2 separate regions of the Callithrix jacchus genome follow, and region 2 is linked to region 1. Evidence: chromatin contacts called from public Hi-C data. All regions are on one chromosome and are shown on one strand. Each heading gives the region's core, a stretch centred on a gene start, on an enhancer-like site or on the middle of the called end of the contact. The rest is flanking DNA. Distances are from core to core; before and after follow the strand shown.

Region 1 (5,586 bases), core at 298-2,797:
TACTATTCATGTAGAAAATTTTAGCTTTACTGAAGAGAAATACAGCTGATACCCAAAGACCACGTGACCGCTGACAAGAGGAAGAGCAGAAGGAAGACGGTAGAAGGAACAGGTTATGCAAAGGAACAGTGGTAGGAAGGAGCCCCTGATGCCTCGTAATAAATTAAAGGTGGCTGGTGTGGACCCACCTACAGGGAGAATGGAGAGAAAGATAAGGCCGGATCCTGCTGGTTTCCATAGGCCACATTACCACTCGCTTTCAAACGATTTCCCAGGCGTCATCAGATATGATCATTTTGATCACTCAACAGCAGTGCCGATTTCCGACTTCTGTTTTTCTATTCAATAAAATTAGGTCATCTGAGTTCTAAGAACTTAACTTCTAGTCATTTGAGTGGTAAGAATTTAAGTTCTTTCCGAGGAAGCCAATGTTTTTTAACCTTTTACTTAGAATGGTTAAAAAACAAAGCAAAGTAAAACAAAACAAAGCCCATAAACATTCTAATCATTCGGATTTTTCCTACACTGGTTCTACTGCAGAAAACGTTCCTCCTCATCTGTGGCTGAAACAGGACACAGCTCAACGCCACTGTAAAGCGAACTGTAATTTAAATCTCAAAAGATGCTGTGATTTTTTTCACTAATAGATTTATGGTACTTTAACTGCTTAAAAGAAACTCAATGAAATGGAAAGCTGCATACCATGCCTGGTTCTGCTATCCGCACAGACTCACAAAAAGCCGCCCTTTGACTTTCCACTTCGAACCCATATTGCTCAATTCTGAAATAATGCTTTTCCAGTCAATAACAAACTTTTAGAAGACAATTTACTGGGCACGCACACACACATACACAACTCAATGCCATGCTTGGTATCGAGGACTTTGCTCAGCAGGTTAAACTGCCCTCAAGGGCTCTCAACAGGAAAACCGCAAAAGCCAGAAAAGATAAACAGAAAGCGCTTCACAGTCTAATTACAGGCACTGTGGACGATAGTGCAGAGTGGAGCCGGGAGAAGGAGGAAAGCCGCCAGAGAGGAGTGGAAGAGGTTGAAGTGGCTGCCCTGGGTCTCCGAAGCATTTCCCGGGCCTGCTTAACAGGCTGGGTGGCCCCAGTTCGTGGGATCCCGGAGCGGGGAGCCGTGGGGCTGAGGGGCCGCCCGACGGAAGGGCGGAGGGTAACGCCCCCTTCCCGGGCGGAGAGGGAAGGAACTAGAGGTGTAGAAACCGCCTCGCACTCAACCACCAAGCCGAAGAGAAGCAGCTCCGCGGCCTCCCAAGCCCGGGCCAGACCCCGCTCCCCACCCCGGGCTCGCCTCACTCCCGCGGCCAAGGACTCACCAGCTGCAAGCCCTTGAGAACGCGCCGGAGCCAGGGGAGTCGGCCTAGGAAGAAGTAGGCAGCGAGGCCGCTCCGGGGCCCTGTGGCGGTGCCCGGGTCTTCCTCCGTAGTGAGTCTGTACACCGCTCCGTTCTCCATCGCCTAGGGCCGGGGAGCGCGGCAGCCACAGCAACCGCGCCGCCGACTTCGCGGACTCCAGAAGTCCCCCGGAGCGCGGAGGGGCCGTCACTTCCTGGGCCTCCTCCCCGGCTTCCGTCCGACTCCGCCCCGCCCCCTCCCTCAGCTGACTTGCCTGTTAGCTCTTGGGCTTCTTCCGACTTTCGTCCAAGGATTGAGTTCATTCTGTGAGGCTTTCACGGATTTCTCACCTCCCTCCATATTTCATCTTCCTGATGTTCATTCATTCATTCATTCATTCACTCACTCAATGTTTTTTAGTACTTTCAGCGTGCAGGGAAACCCGTTCTAGGTGCTAGGGTGACAGCCAAGTACCACCCAAAATCACAGGATCTCTAGAAACAGACAGACGATAAACAAGAAAACAGATTAATAACAATTTCAGATAGTGATAAGTGATGTGAAAATATGACATTAAAATAGTAGATTCGGCACTTCTGGTGGCTTGGTAAATTCATTTAAAAAAAAAAAAAAGGAAGAAGAAAGAAAAGGATGGATAGTTGAGTGCTCTACTTAAATGGCCACTACTAGGTATCAGCTGTATTTCTCTGAAGTAAAGCTAAAATTTTCTACGTGAATAGTAGAACTCTTTAGAACAGAAAGGAATATTCATCTGAAGCATTTTTTTTTTTCTCTTACTCTGTCGCCCAGGCTGGAGTGCAGTGGTCAGGAAAGGCCTCTCTGAGGACCATGATCTTTGAGTTGAATGAGACGCAAAGTAGGAGAAGTCAGGCTTGGGAAGATCTGGGGAGAGCCTTTCATGCAAGTGCAAATGTTCGGAGGACCAAATGAGTTTGGCTGAATCTGAAGCCCAAAGGCCTGTGTGGCTATGAATAAGTATGGGAGGAAAGAAGATGAGGTTGGAGATGTAGGCAAGGGCCAGATAATGTTGAGGACTTGCAGACAAGGGACGAATTCAGATTTCATTTTAAGTACAATGAGTTGTCTGTAAGGACTTCCAGGATTGCTCGCTCCCACGTCTCTCCAGATTCCACTGAGGCTCACTTTTCTATTGGGTACCAGCCCCAACCCTGTACGTGGGTGCCCTTAGTCCCGGAGGTGATGAGATATTGAGAAAAGGAAATAAAGACAGAGACACGAGTAGATTTTACAGCGTTGGTCCAGAGCTCTGGGCTCCAAACACTTTTATTATGTGCATAATCTCATTGATCTTATAGACATGGAAGGGAGGGTAAAGGGGTAGGTAAGACAGTGGGAGAGAGCACTTGTGATCCTTCTAAGACATGCTAAACTAGTACTCTGAGTTTATCACCAATTGCTATCGGGTTGCTGCGGGATCAGAAGTATAGCAGATGGGGAGCCACCAGGTCTGACCACATCCAATGCATCAGGGGCTTTTATCTCCCTAGCACTGAGGACATAGAGCAATTAAAATCACTCCATATTCCGAGAACCTAGACAGAGCCTGAGGCTTTCCATTATCTCTGCCCTGCAAGGATTTTCTCCTCCTTGCCAGCTCCCATCTGCAAAGACCCTCCTGGATCTTGTGAGCAGAGATCGACTCCCTTCTCAGAGATCTTTGCAGAAGCCCTCTTTACAAGACCCTCATGCAGTCTCCATGTTGAGAATGCGTTCGTGGGACCACAGCAGTATTGCCTGTTCTGCAGCCACCCCGAGGTGTTCCCTGGTGTTACTTCGCTCTCAGATGGTCTTTACCTTAGGCTTCCTGTTGCTGCTTGATTTCTAATTAACTGCACCAATAATATAGTTTAGTTCTGTGTATAAACTTCAGTGTACTCTGAGCCAAGCAAGCTTTTAATTATTTAGCTAGAATTAACATAGGTCTCCCCCTGGCCATGTTGACCCACACTTTTCAAAATCATTTTGTTTGTCTCTTTCTTGATCACCAACTGCTACAGTCACATATGTTATTTTGTGTGAACTTGTCAAGGAATGCAATTATATTTTAACAAACTGAAGTTGATTGAGTTACAGAATCTTCACTTTCAAATGAGACAATTGAGGCCAAGAGGCTGAAATCATATGCAAGGTCAAACAGCCAAGAGCAGCTGGAATGCAGGCCTAGGCAGTCTGACTCGAAACCTAGCTGCTAACTACTAACCCAACCACCATCAGCCTCTAACTCCTCTCCACTGGAGTCTCAAAACCCGGTGGCTCATGCCTGTAATCCCAGCACTTTGGGAGGCCGAGGCGGGCAGATCATGAGGTCAAGAAATGGAGATCACTTGGCCAACATGGTGAAGCCCTGTCTTTACTAAAAATACAAAAATTAGCAGGGAGTGCTGGTGTGCACCTGTAGTCCCAGCTACTTGGGAGGCTGAGGCAGGACAATTGCTTGAACCTGGGAGATGGAGGCTGCAGTGAGCTGAGTATGCACCACTGCACTCCAGCCTGGTGACAGAGTGAGACTCTGTCTCAAAAAAAAAAAAAGAAAAGAAAAGAAAAAGAAAAAGAAAAACCCATGGAAGAGAGAAGTGGTTTCTCTTGCCATCTGCTGCCACCCCAAACCTCCCTTTCTTCTTTCAGTAACAAACAAAAGCTCCCATTCAAATGAACAGAGACAAGTAGATACTGCCTTGCTGAGGCCACCTACAACCAGCCAGAACTATCCTTCTGTCTTTGATTACATGCATTCTGAATGTCCTCCTGAGGCCAAGATGCCACCAATTCTGTCCAACAAAAGAAGGCCACTGTATTTTTACCAGGGCTACAAGGACTCATTGCCTCATTATTCTTCAAGTTACTATCATCCTAAATTGAACACTACTAATGTCTATAATTTCCTTTGAAATTCATCCAAAATTAAGATGAGTTGATGATTAGAGAGATGAATAAAAGATTTGTGATAGGCTGGGCGTGGTTGCTCATGCCTGTAATCCCAGCACTTTGGGAGGCTGAGGTGGATGGATAATCTAAGGTCAGGAGTTCGAGACCAGCCTGACCAACAAGGTGAAACCCTGTCTCTACTAAAAATACAAAAATTATACAGGTGTGGTGGCACATGCCTGTAATCCCAGCTACTCGAGAGGCTGAGGCAGGAGAATTGCTTTAACCTGGGAGGCGGAGATTGCAGTGAGCCAAGATTATGCCACTGCACTCCAACCTGGGCAACAGAGCAAGACTTCATCTCAAAAAACAAAAAACAAAAAGCTGGGCGCGGTGGCTCAAGCCTGCAATACCAGCACTTTGGGAGGCCGAAGCGGGCGGATCACGAGGTCAAGAGATCGAGACCATCCTGGTTAACTTGGTGAAACCCCTTCTCTACTAAAAATACAAAAAATTAGCTGGGCATGGTGGTGTGTGCCTGTAATCCCAGCTCAGGAGGCTGAGGCAGGAGAATTGCCTGAACCCAGGAGGCGGAGGTTGCAGTGAGCCGAGATCGTGCCATTGCATTCCAGCCTGGGTAACAAGAGCGAAACTCTGTCTCAAAAAAAAAAAAAATTTATGATAAAGTAACTGTGGTAACATATTAATGGTGGTATCTAGGTGAAGTATATGGGTGTCCACTGTACAATTATTTCAACATTTCTGTACGTTTGAACATTTTAAAAATAAAGTATTGAGGGCAGGTTACAAACAAACAAGGATACTTTGAGACGGGAGAGACGAGCAGACGTCGTCAACCCTCCTGGTTTGTTTAGTGCACACTTATGCACTTCTCTAGGGGTCTCTGCTTCTCTTTGCAATTTTAGAAAACAAGAATTTAACCTGTGATTCATAAACTCAAAGATGGCAAAGAATCATCTGTGAGGTTACTTAAAAAAATAAAGATTCTTGGAGATTTAGCCCCAAAGATTCTGAACGTGGACAGGTTTTGGGAATATACTTCTTTAACAAGCCCTTCATGTGAATCTGGGAAGAAATCCATCCACGTAGAGAAACTGTTTTATAGTGTGGTAAAAGTGAAAGCCTCTGTGCAGTAGACAGCAGACATGCCTTATTTTCCTTGCTCTGATTGATTTGGCGGCCCGGGACTTAGAGACTAATATTTCACCCAGGTAAAGAAGTGGGCATTCCTTATGTTTTCTTCATAAATTGAAAGACCAAATAAAAATGTTAGTGCTTCATGAGCAAACACTTGTATAGG
Region 2 (5,434 bases), core at 635-3,134, 160 kb after region 1:
AGTGCAGTGGTGCTGTCTTGGCTTACTGTAACCTCTGCCTCCCGGGTTCATGCAGTTCTCCTGCCTCAGCAACCTGAGTAGCTGGGATTACAGGCGCCCGCCACCACACCTGGCTAATTTTTGTATTTTTAGTAGAGATGAGATTTCACCATGTTGCCAGGCTGGTCACGAGCTCCTGACCTCAAGTGATCTGCTTGCCTTGTCCTCCCAAAGTGCTGGGATTACAGGCTGGAGCCACCATGCCCAGACAAAAACAAATACTTTTTTAAAAAGTAAGTTTAAAACAACAACAAAAACAAAGCAAAACAAACAAACAGGTATAAACCTGAAAAACCTCCCAATTAACAAAGCTGGGACAATTTAAGCAAAAAAAAAAAAAAAAAAAAAGTAGAATTGGAATGTAGCCAATATAAGATAAACATCCATGAATCCATACTGATATAAATATATTATTGAATAGATAATATATTGATCATCTTCCCTAACTGAGGGAGAAGAGGCAAATTTCCCTTGGGGAGGATAATTTATGTACATACTCCCCACTGCAGGAGGTAGAGCTTAAATCCCCTCCTTCCCACCTTGAGTGTGGGTTGCATTTATTGGCTTGGTTATGAAGTAGAGTAGAAGTAACTGCACAGTGGAGAAAACTGGCAAGCACTACCTCAGAGAGGTAATTGAGGTTAACAATGTCAGTGATGTCATTTTGATAGCATATACCATTGATTCTATGTGATGAGAATAGCCAGTCACCTGTGGTTTTCCTCCTAAACACCCAAAACCCCAATCTAACCATGAGAAAAACATTGGGTAAACCCAAACTGAGGCACATTCCACCATAAATATCTGAGGAGTAACTCTTCAAAACTGTCAAGGTCATCAAAAACAAGGAGAATCTGAGAAACTGTCACAGCCAAAAATAGCCTAAGAAGACATCATGAATAAATGCAATGTGGTGTCCTGGGCAGGATCCTGGAACAAAAACCAAAACCAAAAAGGACATTGAAAGAAAGCTGGTAAATCTGAAGAAAATGTGTAGTTTAGTTAGCAACAATGCACCAATCAAACTGGTTTCTTAGATGTGATCAATAATGTACTATAGTAAAATAATTAAGATGTTCACAATTGGAGAAACCAGGTGAGGGGACAGGAACTCTAGGCGTCATCTTTGCAACTTTTCTGCATAACTAGAACTATTCTAAAATAGAAAGCGTTTCTTTTTAAACGGGGATCCTCAACAGTGCCTCTCTCACGGGGTGGTTGTGAGAAATCAATGAGATAGTACAGGCCAAGTGCAGGGCTCAGTGCTTAGACATAAATGTCAGATGTGGTTATTGCAATCTTGTTTGTTTGTTTGTTTTTTGTTTTGAGACGGAGTTTTGCTCTTGTTACCCAGGCTGGAGTGCAATGGCACGATCTCGGCTCACTGCAACCTCCGCCTCCTGGGTTCAAGCAATTCTCCTGCCTCAGCCTCCCAGGTAGCTGGGACTACAGGCATGCACCACCATGCCCAGCTAATTTTGTATTTTTAGTAGCGATGGGGTTTCACCTTATTGACCAGGATGGTCTCGATCTCTTGACCTTGTGATCCACCCACCTCAGCCTCCCAAAGTGCTGGGATTACAGGCGTGAGCCACCGCGCCCGGCGTTATTGCAATCTTATGTAAAATTGAGGGACAAAAGTTCTGACACTTCGATGTTTTTAATCACAATAAGCAAAAGAGAGGCGCGTACGTTGCACCACGTCCATTGTGCTAACATCCCGAGGTTCCAGCCAGAGCACGTCCGGCCCGGGGCGGGGCGCGGAGGGGACGTCGGCGTGGGGCGGGGCCAGCAGCGGTTCCCACGCCGGCGCTGCAGGCGCGGCGGGCCACCGCCCCCGGAAGTAGTGGGTACCGGGACGCCGTGGGGCGGAAGCTGTGTATGGCGGGACGCTGTGGCGCTGCCCGGGCGGGGACGCTGTTGCTGTTGCTAGACGACGCGAACTAGCTCTCGTCACTTCCTCAGCCCGCCGTCTGCCCACTCCTCAAGCCGGAACCCGGGGGCCCGGAGCTGGGGTAGGCAGAGTTGTCCTCCGACGTCCAGGACAGCTGCCAGCCCGGCGGCGGGAGTCAGGGCCACGCCACCTGCAGGGAAGAACCCGAGCCGAAGCGGGAAGATGGCTGCAGACAAGCCTGCAGGTAGGGCGCCAGCACCCCGAGCGACGAGACGGCTGGACCTGCGGGGCCGGGCAGACCCTGCTCTGAGAGGCGGCGGGGCTCCGGGTGGGGACTCCAGGGCGACTTGAATTTGGGCGTGCATTTCTTTACCCCATCCTCTATCTCGGCTGTCGCTAACGTGAGTCTTTGGGCCCCGAGTTCAATAGTTGTTTTACTCAAGTGCAGCATGAAGTCGCTACTGGCCGCCTTTGCCGTGCTCTCCAGGATAACTCTGGCCCAAAAAGCTTAAATGTATTTTGCCCCTTCGCAGACTTTTCGACTTCTTCGTGGGAAAAACAGACAAGAGAAAGTCACCCTGGAGCACACATCTGCCTGTAATATCGCGTGGCTCACGCTGGGATTAACCTTGTCTGTTTTGGCCACACGTGGTGGCTTCCTTTGGTCATTGACTCCTATGGAATTAACTTTGTAAAGACCATTATTTATTTATTTATTTCAATAGAAATGGGTGGGGGTCTCACTATGTTACCCAGGCTGATCTCGAACTTCTGGGCGCAAGCGATCCTACTGCCTCTGCCTCCCAAAGTAAACCACTTACTTAAAAAGGCATAAAATCCCATTGCCTTTCTACAATCCGTGCTCCTAATATCTTGTGTTTGGTACCTAATTCCTCTAGTTCCTTGAAATTACTTAATCTCGATGGTTTTCTTATGGATTATTGCTCCCATTCCTAGAATCTTCTCCATTAAGGAATATAAAATTATTTCTTGACCATGTCCAGAATGTTCCCTGCAAGAAATTAATATTCTTTGTGGCATACAGGTTTTATTGGAAAGAACTTAAGTGACAGGATTTAAAAAGTGATGGAACTTAGAATTTTTACAGTGAATTTAAAGAAAAAAATCTCAGTGTGCTGTGGATTTTAGTAGGTTCTAATCACAGTAACTGACAAAGGAACTTCACTTGGAAGTTAAACCAATTGTATTTTAGGTACAGAGGAATAAAAATCATTATAGGATCTCTTCAGTAATCTTCTAAGAAGAAAAACAACGGAGGAAACGCCTAGAGAGGGTATAAGGAATATGCTGTGAAATTTTAGATAGGTTGGTCAGGGAAGGCCTCTGGTGAGATGATATTTGAGTAGAGATCTGAAAGAAGTGAGGGAATGAGCTATATGGAATGGGGATAGGTGGATGGGGGAGAGACCGTTAGGAAAAAGGCATGGCCTGTTCAAGGCTGAACAAGGGGGCCAACATCTTCCTCCTTATTTTAGAATAGCATCTGTGTTCCCCACATTTACCATTCTTACTTGCTCAAACCATTGCGCTTGCCCAAAATCACCTTTTTAGAAATAAAGCCCATCCAGTTTTCACATCCTCAGTCATAAAGCCTTCTACTCGTTCATTTATTCATTCATGAAGATTGAGTGTTGAATAATGGATATGACACACTCCCTGCCTTTGAAGATCTGCTGCTCAGTCCTTTGGAGGAGACAGACATATCCTAGTTGTACTCCTGTTTGGTAAGATCTGTGTAATGTGTGTAGTTGAATAAGGTCCACAGTGATAAGGGGACTGTTTTCATTGGTTTAAGTGTATAGGCCATGTTGAGGGAAACTTCCTGCTTAGATAAAAGGTTAAATGTATATAAAGTAGATGAGTATTTAATGTGGCTCCCTTGAATCCCTGCTCATCTCCATCTCAACTGCTGTGTTTCTGGCCTTTATCTTTTAATATGATCTATGTCACATTAAGTAGTCTTCTCACTGGTGTTTGTTACTAGTCTCTTCCTATCCCATCCATTTTCCTCACTGCAGCCCCACCCCTTCTTTTATCCCTTAAGGCATTCATTGAATCATGTTGTTCCCCTTCCTATAAACTTTCTAAGACTGTACGTGCTTTGGGCAATAAGTCATCATGATTTTTATTTAGTTTTTATTATTTTTTCTTTCTCTTTTTAAGTCCTCTTTAATGCAGTTTGTGGGCATCTTTAAAATCTATTTCTAGCTGGTTCTTCTGTATCAACCCACCCAGCTCTTTATATCAGAAATTACTGTTACAAAGCATTGTATTTTTTGAGCTTCTGGGCTGTAATGTCCTTTGTCTTCTCCGTCTGGTGAACACTTTACTCATTCAAAGTCTATCTTACGTGCCACTTTCTCTCTGAGTTCATGAGGTTAGGATCTTTGTCACAGATGGTCTTGTGTGTGTGTGTGTGTTCATCATTAGGTAAGAAAAAAGGGTCATGAAAGGACTTAAGATGAGTGACCTAATCACATTGACTGTTGTAAATGATGGATTTTACTGAAGCAAGACAGGAAGCCCAGAAACCACCTAAGACGAGTTAACGTTGTGATATTAATTTATTCAGTAAATATTCACCAATGGCCTGTTTTGCCAGGTACTGCTTTAGGGACTGGGCAGGAAGAAAACAAAGTCTCAGTTCTCCTGGAGCTTATAGAGTATGAAGGACAGATGAGCATGTAAACAAAGTGAAAAAATAAGATGATTTCAAGTTGTGATAAATACTCTGAAGAAGACCAGGTGTGGTGGTTCTTGCCTGTAATCCCAGCACTTTGGGAGGCTGAGACAGGCGGATTATCTGAGGTCAGGAATTCAAAACCAGCCTGGCCAACATGGTGAAACCCAAGCTCTACTAAAAATACAAAAATTATCCGGGCATGCTGGCATTCACCTGTTATCCCAGCTACTCGGGAGGCTGAGGCAGGAGAATTACTTGAGTTCAGGAATTACAGACCAGCGCAGGCAACATGGTGAAACCCTGTCTCTACCAAAAATACAAAAAATTAGTGGTGGCACATGCCTGTAGTCCCACCTACTGGGGCGGCTGAGGTGGGAGGATCACTTGAGCCTGGGAGGCAGAGGTTGCAGTGAGCCAACATTACACCACTGCACTCCAGACTGGGTGATGGAGTGAGAACCTGTCTCAAAAAAAAAAAAAAAAAAAGCCAATTTCCCCCCAGACATGGTGGTTCATATCTATAAATCCTAGCACTTTGGGAGGCCGAGGTGGATTTATTGCTTGAACCTAGGAATTCAAGACCAGCCTGGGCACCTGGTGAAACACTGTCTCTACAAAAAATACAGAAAGTTAGCTGGGTGTGGTGACGTGTGCCTGTAGTCCTAGCTATGGCTATGTTTTTAAAATTTATTTGTAGGCACAGGGTCCCAATATATTGCCCAGGCTGGTCTCAAACTCTTGGGCTGAAGGAATCCTCCCACCTTGGTCTCCTAGAACACTGGGATTACAGGTGTGAT

Evidence for each region. A called contact is a pair of places that touch in the nucleus more often than the background predicts.
Region 2: a Hi-C map of induced pluripotent stem cells shows a contact between it and region 1, with 3 times the contacts expected there. The contact joins the promoter of CNOT10 here to the promoter of CMTM6 in region 1. A contact is called at or near these places in 3 of 3 Hi-C or Micro-C datasets (induced pluripotent stem cells and skeletal muscle).

Annotation. Positions count from the first base shown.
Region 1 is chr17:70,712,010-70,717,595 of calJac240_pri, forward strand. It overlaps CMTM6 (CKLF like MARVEL transmembrane domain containing 6), which reads right to left and starts at 1,548. Exons shown (of 4, transcript XM_002759717.6): 1 at 1,341-1,548. The coding sequence starts at 1,478.
Region 2 is chr17:70,868,473-70,873,906 of calJac240_pri, forward strand. CNOT10 (CCR4-NOT transcription complex subunit 10) reads left to right here and starts at 1,885. Exons shown (of 21, transcript XR_013528719.1): 1 at 1,885-2,177.